Regions from separate parts of the Mus musculus genome. Here region 2 is linked to region 1. The links are chromatin contacts, called in public Hi-C maps. All regions are on one chromosome and are shown on one strand. Each heading gives the region's core, a stretch centred on a gene start, on an enhancer-like site or on the middle of the called end of the contact. The rest is flanking DNA. Distances are from core to core; before and after follow the strand shown.

Evidence for each region. A called contact is a pair of places that touch in the nucleus more often than the background predicts.
Region 2: a contact with region 1 is called in a Hi-C map of the G1E-ER4 cell line, with 3 times the contacts expected there. The contact joins two enhancer-like sites. A contact is called at or near these places in 4 of 39 promoter capture datasets (the 3T3-L1 cell line, HPC-7-derived erythroid cells, hematopoietic stem and progenitor cells and 1 more), 1 of 484 Hi-C or Micro-C datasets (the G1E-ER4 cell line) and 2 of 9 other capture datasets (adipose tissue and pancreatic islet).

The regions. Positions count from the first base shown.
Region 1 is chr4:134,163,648-134,167,718 of GRCm38.p6, forward strand. It overlaps Cep85 (centrosomal protein 85), which reads right to left. Exons shown (of 14, transcript NM_144527.3): 3 at 3,642-3,794. Among named protein-coding and RNA genes, the nearest start is that of Cep85, 21 kb to the right of the region's middle. Within about 2 kb of position 2,039, at least 52 of the 459 cell types and tissues checked have an H3K27ac peak or open chromatin away from gene starts, as enhancers often do. A contact at or near this core is called in the G1E-ER4 cell line and hematopoietic stem and progenitor cells, where this site is marked.
Region 2 is chr4:134,458,718-134,462,788 of GRCm38.p6, forward strand. No RefSeq gene overlaps it. Among named protein-coding and RNA genes, the nearest start is that of Stmn1, 7.6 kb to the right of the region's middle. Within about 2 kb of position 1,809, at least 70 of the 459 cell types and tissues checked have an H3K27ac peak or open chromatin away from gene starts, as enhancers often do. A contact at or near this core is called in the G1E-ER4 cell line and hematopoietic stem and progenitor cells, where this site is marked.

The DNA of each region.
Region 1 (4,071 bases), core at 789-3,288:
TACACCGTCCTGCTGACCACCCCCACCGCTCTCAAAGTAGACGGCATCTCTGCGTGGATACACGCCGCTCACGTAAAGGCGGCGACAACTCCTCCAGCCGGAACAGCATGGAAGGTCCAGCGTTCTCAAAATCCCTTAAAGATAAGATTAACCCGTGGGGCCCCCTGATAGTTATGGGGATCTTAGTGAGGGCAGGAGCCTCGGTACAACGTGACAGCCCTCACCAGGTCTTCAATGTTACAAGGGTGGTTTGAGAGACTGTTTAACAGGTCCCCATGGTTCACGACCTTGATATCCACCATTATGGGCCCCTTGATAATACTTTTATTAATCCTACTCCTCGGACCCTGTATTCTCAACCGCTTGGTCCAGTTTGTAAAAGACAGAATTTCGGTGGTGCAGGCCCTGGTTCTGACCCAACAGTATCACCAACTCAAATCAATAGATCCAGAAGAAGTGAAATCACGTGAATAAAAGATTTTATTCAGTTTCCAGAAAGAGGGGGGAATGAAAGACCCCACCATAAGGCTTAGCAAGCTAGCTGCAGTAACGCCATTTTGCAAGGCATGAAAAAGTACCAGAGCTGAGCTCTCAAAAGTTACAAGGAAGTTCAGTTAAAGATTAACAGTTACAAATCAAGGCTGAATAATACTAGGACAAGGGCCAAACAGGATATCGGTGGTCAAGCGCCTGGGCCCCGGCTCAGGGCCAAGAACAGATGGTACCCAGATAAAGCGGAACCAGCAACAGTTTCTGAAAAAGTCCCACCTCAGTTTCAGGTTCCCCAAATGACCAGGAAATACCCCAAGCCTTGATTTGAACTAACCACTCAGCTCGCTTCTCGCTTCTGTACCCGCGCTTTTTGCTCCCCAGCCCCAGCCCTATAAAAAGGGTAAGAACTCCACACTCGGCGCGCCAGTCCTCCGACAGACTGAGTCGCCCGGGTACCCGTGTTCCCAATAAAGCCTCTTGCTGATTACATCCGAATCGTGGTCTCGCTGATCCTTGGGAGGGTCTCCTCAGATTGATTGACCACCCACCTCGGGGGTCTTTCAAACAGACTTAACATCCTTGTTCTCTTTTAAGTTTTGGAGACAGTGTCATGTAGCCCTGGGGTGGGAGGAATGAGAGATGGTAGAGCCTGAATGAATGGTAGGCAAGTGTTGAGTCCTCTTGGTTGTTTGTTTTATTAGAACACGGACTACAAAGTAACCTAGGTTAACCTCAAACTTAATTGTTTTTAAATTACATTGTAAAAAAAGATAATTGATTATGTGTGTGCATGGGCTCAAACACACCACAGTGCACCTATAGGAGGCTAGAGGACAGGTAACTTCTGGGACTTGGTGTTCTCCCAACGGGAGAGTTTTACAGAGACAGGTTCGAGAGAGAACAAACTAGACACAGGTGAAGAATGGGCCAGAGAACGAGAAGGAACAGAAGAGCAGAGCAGCCAAAGTTAGTTTGAGGCCAAGCAGAGCAGTTCAGGAGAAGCAGAGAGACAGAGAAGCCAGATTGAATCAGTTAGTGTGGAGAGGAGATCGAGCCAAAACAGCTGAGCTGAACCAGCCAGTCAGGGCTCGGAAAGAAAAAGAAAGGGTGAACTTATTCCGCAGTAAGTCTCAGAGGCTGAAAACAATCTAGGCTTAGATAAGATTACAGGAGGCTAGAAGCTTCCAGGGCAAAGCCAAGGTTAGCAGACGGAGGCAGTACACTTCTGAGACAACAATTCCCAATAGGAGAATAAAAGCTACTTTTACCTCCTACCATTCCTGTTTCATTATATTTTTTTAATTACAAGATGGCATGGTGACACACTCCTGTCATACAAGTACTTGGGAGATGGAAGCAGGAAATCAACTTATTCCTGACTACACAGCAAGTTCAAAGACAGACTGGTCTATATAAGACACTGTCCCAAAACCAAAAAATAATATACACACTTAAAAAACAGACTTATTTTATTCACATGAGTATTTTGTCTACATGTATGCATGTGCACAATACTGAAGTTACAAACTATTGTGAGCTACCTGAAGTGGGAGCTAGAAATTAAACTTGGCTCCTTTACAAGAGCAACAAGTGCTTTTAACTGATAAGCTATCACTCCAGCCCCATAAATAGTAATTTTTTGTTTGTTTTTATGAGAAAGAGTCTCACTATGTAGCTTTGGCTGTCCTAAACTCAGACCAGGCTGGCCTTGAATTCAGAGATCTATCTGCCTCTGCTTCCCAAGTGCTGGAACTAAAGGCATATACCACTATGTCTGGCCCCATAAATAGTAATTATTATCATTAGATCTTCTGCCCTCTAGGCCCCATTTAAATGCCTTGTAAAGTACTTATGGGTAATTGGTACATGTGTGCAAAAGCAAGTGGCAGAGACATTAGAGATACAAAAATAAAAAAATAGAGGTTATATGGAAGGAGCTCAGTAAAGGAGAGGGCACGGGGAAAGCCTTGTGGGACTACTAGAGCATGCATAATAGTACAAGTGGACTAGCTAGCAGATAGATGAAGATGGGAATAGTACAAACGGGCCTAGATTAACAATGGAAAAAGGGCCATTGACGAAAAACACTATGCCAGGGCTATGTCTGAATGGTAGGACACCTGGAGCATGTGTGAGGCCCAGGGTTCAACCTCAAGAACCACAGAACCAAGAACAAAGAACAGGTGTGTACACACACCATAGTAAGACAGAAAATTTGGTGATATTAAGAAATAAGCTTAGGGGCTGGTGAGATGGCTCAGTGGGTAAGAGCACTGACTGTTCTTCCAAAGGTCCTGAGTTTAAATCCCAGTAACCACATGGTGACTCACAACCACCCATAATGAGATCTGACGCCCTTTTCTGGTATGTCTGAAGACAGCTACAGTGTACTTATGTATAATAAATAAAATAAATCTAAAAAAAAAAAAAAGAAAGAAATAAGCTTGGGGCTGGAGAGATGGCTCAGCAGGTAAGAGCACTGACTGCTCTTCTGAAGGTCTTGAGTTCAAATCCCAGCAACCACATGGTGGCTCACAACCACCCATAATGAGATCTGACGCCCTCTTCTGGTGTGTCTGAAGTCAGCCAGTGTACTTACATATAATAAATAAATCTTTGGGCCTGAGCGAGCAGAGTTGATCGGAGCGAGCAAGCAGAGGTCCTAAAAATTCAGTTCCCAACAACCACATGAAGGCTCATAACTTTCTGTACAGCTACAGTGTACTCACATACATAAAATAAATAAATAAGTCTTAAAAAAGAAAGAAAAAAAAAGAAGCTTGGAAAGAAAGAGAGAAAGAAAGACAGACAGAAAGAAGTAAGCGAGCTTGGACTGGAGAGATGGCTCAGAGGTTAAGAGCACTGACTGCTCTTACAGAGGTCCTGAGTTCAATTCCCACCAAGAACATGGTGGCTCACAACCATCTGTAACGGGATCTGGTGCCCTCTTCAGGCATGTAGGCACATATGCAGGCACAACACTATACATAATAAATAAATAAATAAATATGCTTGAGATTATTTATGGTTATTCAGATTCCATGACTGAATAGCCTGTCCTTACAATCAGTCTGTAAATGACAATCTATGTGGAATTCAAATGGACAATGGCAGTGCATGCTGACAGTCAAATCGGGAATCAAGCTTACCCTCTGCAATGTCTGAGCATGATGTCCCAATGGCTGTGTCCCCACTGTCAGCAATGCTTGAGCAGCGGCTGAAGCGGCTCCGAAAGGTCTCTGAGATAACTGGTGTCTGCCACTCAGTTCCCAGAGAACTGCCTTTTTGAATCACATTGGAACCTGTAACAAGAGGCATTTTTCACTTTAGTGTGAGCCAGCTGATGAAATTGAATTAAGCACTTTTTTGGAGTGTAAGGTCAGTAAATTTTTATTAGGTGACTTCACATGTAATTCCTTAACTGACTATCCACATTGTTGAAGCTCAAGATTTCTCAAGATAGGCCCCTTTCAAAGAATTAGTGCTTAATCCAGTTGAAGAACAAACTATTTAGTTTAATAATCAATTACTTAGAGCTACATTCTAGCTCAGTTATATCCACTGACATATAAAACCTTA
Region 2 (4,071 bases), core at 559-3,058, 290 kb after region 1:
GCGCTAAGGCAGATGTCCTAGTTTGGATATGTGTCATTTATTATTCTGTGTGACCCTGATATCAACCGTTGTTGTACAGAAGAAGTTTCATGAGCTCTTCACAGATGACGAGATGGGGCAGTCGCACCTGAGATTCGCACAACCATGATGAGCAGGACCAGCAGGATTGTGTGAGGAGACACAGGATGAGAAGTCCCTCTGGGACACCTTGGGAGCCTGGGCAAATGTCTCCAGTTCTCTGACCACGCCTCTCATCTGTAAGGGATAGGAGTAGCCATTCGGACAGCACAGAGTGGCAAAGCCAGACTAGACTGAAGCTCTGCTGCTCCCAAATGGCCTAGTTGGGCCAGTGACGTCATCTCAGCCCATCCGATGCCAAGATAGGGCAGAGCTAGATGAGAAAAGGCTCCACACCATATGTTCTAGGATCTCAGTCACAGATCAAGGCAGTAAACTAGTTCTTAAAATTGCATGTTCTGCCCTCTCATGTCTACACAGCCTAGAGAGACAGAGTTTGAGTTGAGGGAAAAAATTTCGTTAAAAAAAAAATTGAGGTGGGTGGTGGTAGTGCACACCTTTGAATCCTAGCACCCAGGAAACAGAGGCAGGTGGATCTCTAAGTTCAAGGCCAGCGAGTGAGTTCTACGACAGCCAGGGCTACATAAAGAAACCCTGTCTCCAAAAACAAAAAACAAAAACAAAAATCCCCCAACAACCTCCCGTACCAACCCCCAGGAAAAAAAAACACACAAAAAATTGGCATGTATATGTGTATGGTTCTGTCTTTCTTTCTGTCTTCTTTTCTTTTCTGGTTCTTTGAGACAGTCTCTCTGTGTAGCCCTAGGTATCCTGGAATTGTCTATGTAGACCAGGCTGGCCCTGAACTCACTTTCCACCTACCCCAGCTTCCAGGTGCTAGATTTAAAGGTATATGCCACCATGCCCAGCTCCTGATCATGATCAACATTTTGGGGCGGGGGGGGGATGGGTGTGTGCACAATAGTGGAGCCAGTAATCTATGGAGCCAGAAGAGGGTGTTGATGCCCTGAGGCTGGAGTTACAGGCAGTTGAGAAATGTCTACTGTGGCTACCATGAACTACTGTGAGAATAGTAGGTGCTCTTAACTCCTGCGTGATGTTTCCAGCCTCTATTTTAAAATTTTAAAAATTTACTTATTTATCTTATGTGTGTGGTTGTCTTCTTGGCATGTATAAATGTGCATTACTTGTGTGCTTTGTACCCAAGAAAGCCAAAAAAAAAAAAAAAGTCAGATCTCTGGAACTGGAGTTATACATGGTTGTGAGCTGCTATGTGGGTGCTGGGAATTGAACCTGGGTCTTCTGGAAGAGCAGTCAGTGCTTTTTTTTTATTTTTTTATTTTTTTATTGATTCTTCTGGAATTTCCCATCATGCACCCTAATCCCGTTCCCAGTCCTTCCATATCTGTCCCCTCCCCCCAAGCCTTATGACCTCTCATACTCCAAAAAGATTTTAAAAACTAGAAAAAAAGAAAATAGACAAGTCCACTTTGTGTTATCTGTCTACTTGCTGGAGCATGGTCGAACTCTGTGGTCTGCCCCTTAAATAGAAGTGAGCCCTTCCCCTCCCACGAACCCCGCCGGAGGCTCTCAATGGCAGAAAGCTGTATGCTGTCAGCTTCCTTATCACTTTTTAAAGAGTTCTCTTCGATGGCTTCCTGTTTCGGCTGTTACTTTTGTTGTCACAGAAGCCTTTCAGGTCCCTCTTCCTCAACTGTACCCTTGCAGTCAGATGGCAGTACAAAAAATAACTTCCTCGATCTTTACAGTGAGGGAGAGCATAGGTCATGGGCTTCCACGTGGTTTCTGGTGATGAACAGCACAAACCACAAACGCAACAACACAGGCCTCGCCCCCAACATCCACATGGCCCTAGATGGAAGCACAGGCCACAGATCCTGGTGTAGTAGGACCTCAGACCCAGGCATGGCCTTCCATGAGGGCAGCATGAACCTTATGTCACCCTGGGCTCAGGTGGTAGCACAGGCAGCTCTCATTAGTATGGCCCCCCCACCCCATGGCATTACGGCCCATGGATTCAGGCTGTAGAAAGATCTTGGACATCGGCGTGCCCTTGGGTCATGGACATATCAGCACCACCAGCGCCACCGACAGTTGCAGGATACTTGATCACTCTGTGACCGCTGAGATTGTGTTATTTACTGACAAACAAACAAAAACCTGTTTCTAGTTGTGGTGTGGCTGACTCCTTAGCACACACATCTTTAATCCCAAACAGTGAAGGTTAAGTTAGTTTGTAGCACAAAGCACCCATATTTGAAAGCAATGTCTAATTGAGTGGCAGACAAAGTGACAGATCAGAGAAAGATCTGACAGAATAGGATACGCCCAATTCTCAGGAGAAGAGAGAGGAAAGGGATGCTACTTACAGGGCAGGGCGGAGCAAGGAGAGGAGACAGTTTTACCAGGACAGTTGTACAGAGACGGGATGCAGAGAGAGAACAATCTAGACACAGGTGAAGACAGAGCAAGCCAGAGAATGAGAAGGAGCAGAAGATTAGAATAGACTGACAGAATTAGTCTGAGGCTAGCAGAGAAAAAAAAATCAGAGGACAGACAGAGAGAAGCCAGATTGAGTCAGTCAGCTTGGTGAGGACTTTGAGACAGAACAGCTGAGTTGAACCAGCCAGCCAGACCTTAGAAAGGACAAGAAAGGGTGAGCTTATTCCGAAGTAAGTCTCAGAGGCGATAACAATGTAGGCCTAGATAAGATTGTACAGAGCTAAAGGTTTGCAGAAGTAGGCATAGGTTAACAGACTGAGGCAGTAAGTTTCCGAGAGGACACTTAGAGCAGAGAATAAGATCGTTTTACAAACTGACTCCCTCATGGCCCTCAGCAGCAATGTGAACCACGAGCTTCAACACTGCTTCAAGTCACTCATACCCACATCTACCCCCACCTCCCCAGGCAGCGAAGGCAGAGGACATCACCAAGGCTTCAGTCAGAGGCACAGATGACATAAGCCCACGTGGATCTCGGCCTGGAGCAGCAGCATGGGCCACAGACAACAACATGACCTCTGGTGGCATCAGAGACCACAGTGGTCCTTCGAGGATGACACTCCAGCGGATAAGGATAACCATTCCTTACCCCAGGCCTCTATCTCTCTCTCACATACACACACACACACACACACACACACACACACACACACACACACACACACACCTCAGCCCTCTTTCACACCTGTCCTGACATTATGCTCCAGTTCTGCCTCTCTCTATAGCGTGCATGCTGCTCCATTTTTCTGTCTTTTCCACTTCTCCATCACATTTAAGGCTGGACAGCCTGACTACCTGAGCATCTCTCCTTGCGTGTGCATCACTCCTGAGTCGTTCTGAGCTCAGCGGTTGCTCGCTGAGCCTTTCTATGGGTTATTAACATACTCGAGGAACTGACAGCCACAACTTCAGTGGGATTTCTCCTCCTCCTTCTTTCCCCGGAGCCTGAAATTTCCAGAGACAAAGCCTTTCAAACCACTCTTGAATGAATTGAGAAAATGAATTCAAACACCAAGTGGTAAGTGCTGAGTTGGTACCACTTCCAGGGCAGGCAATTGGCACTATCCGAATACTAGAAGGGATTGTCCTTTGACCCTAAAATACCAGTCTTTTGCAGATAGGTTCACCTATGTGGGAAATGCCAGGTGGACAGGGTCCTTGGCCACAGAATTGTTTGAAATGGCAAGTTGCTAGGGATGACCTGGGGGCTCGGGAGTGAGAATGGTTTAACTAGGTCATGGGCTAGTCATACTGTAGATCATGGACATGCTAGATGTCGGAACAGTGGTAAGACCCTGACATATATCAAGTGAAAACTAAGCAATTAAACGCAGAAGAGTCACGGCAGACTACTGTTGTCACGGATGGAAACGGTCAGGAGCACATATCTATACATATCTATAAATTTGCTTCTGACCCTATAAAGACACTTAGAATTCATAGGAAGTTGATTACTGTGGGCAGAGAGGGAGATGAAGAAATTGGCAGCTAGAGATCAAAAAAGTAGGG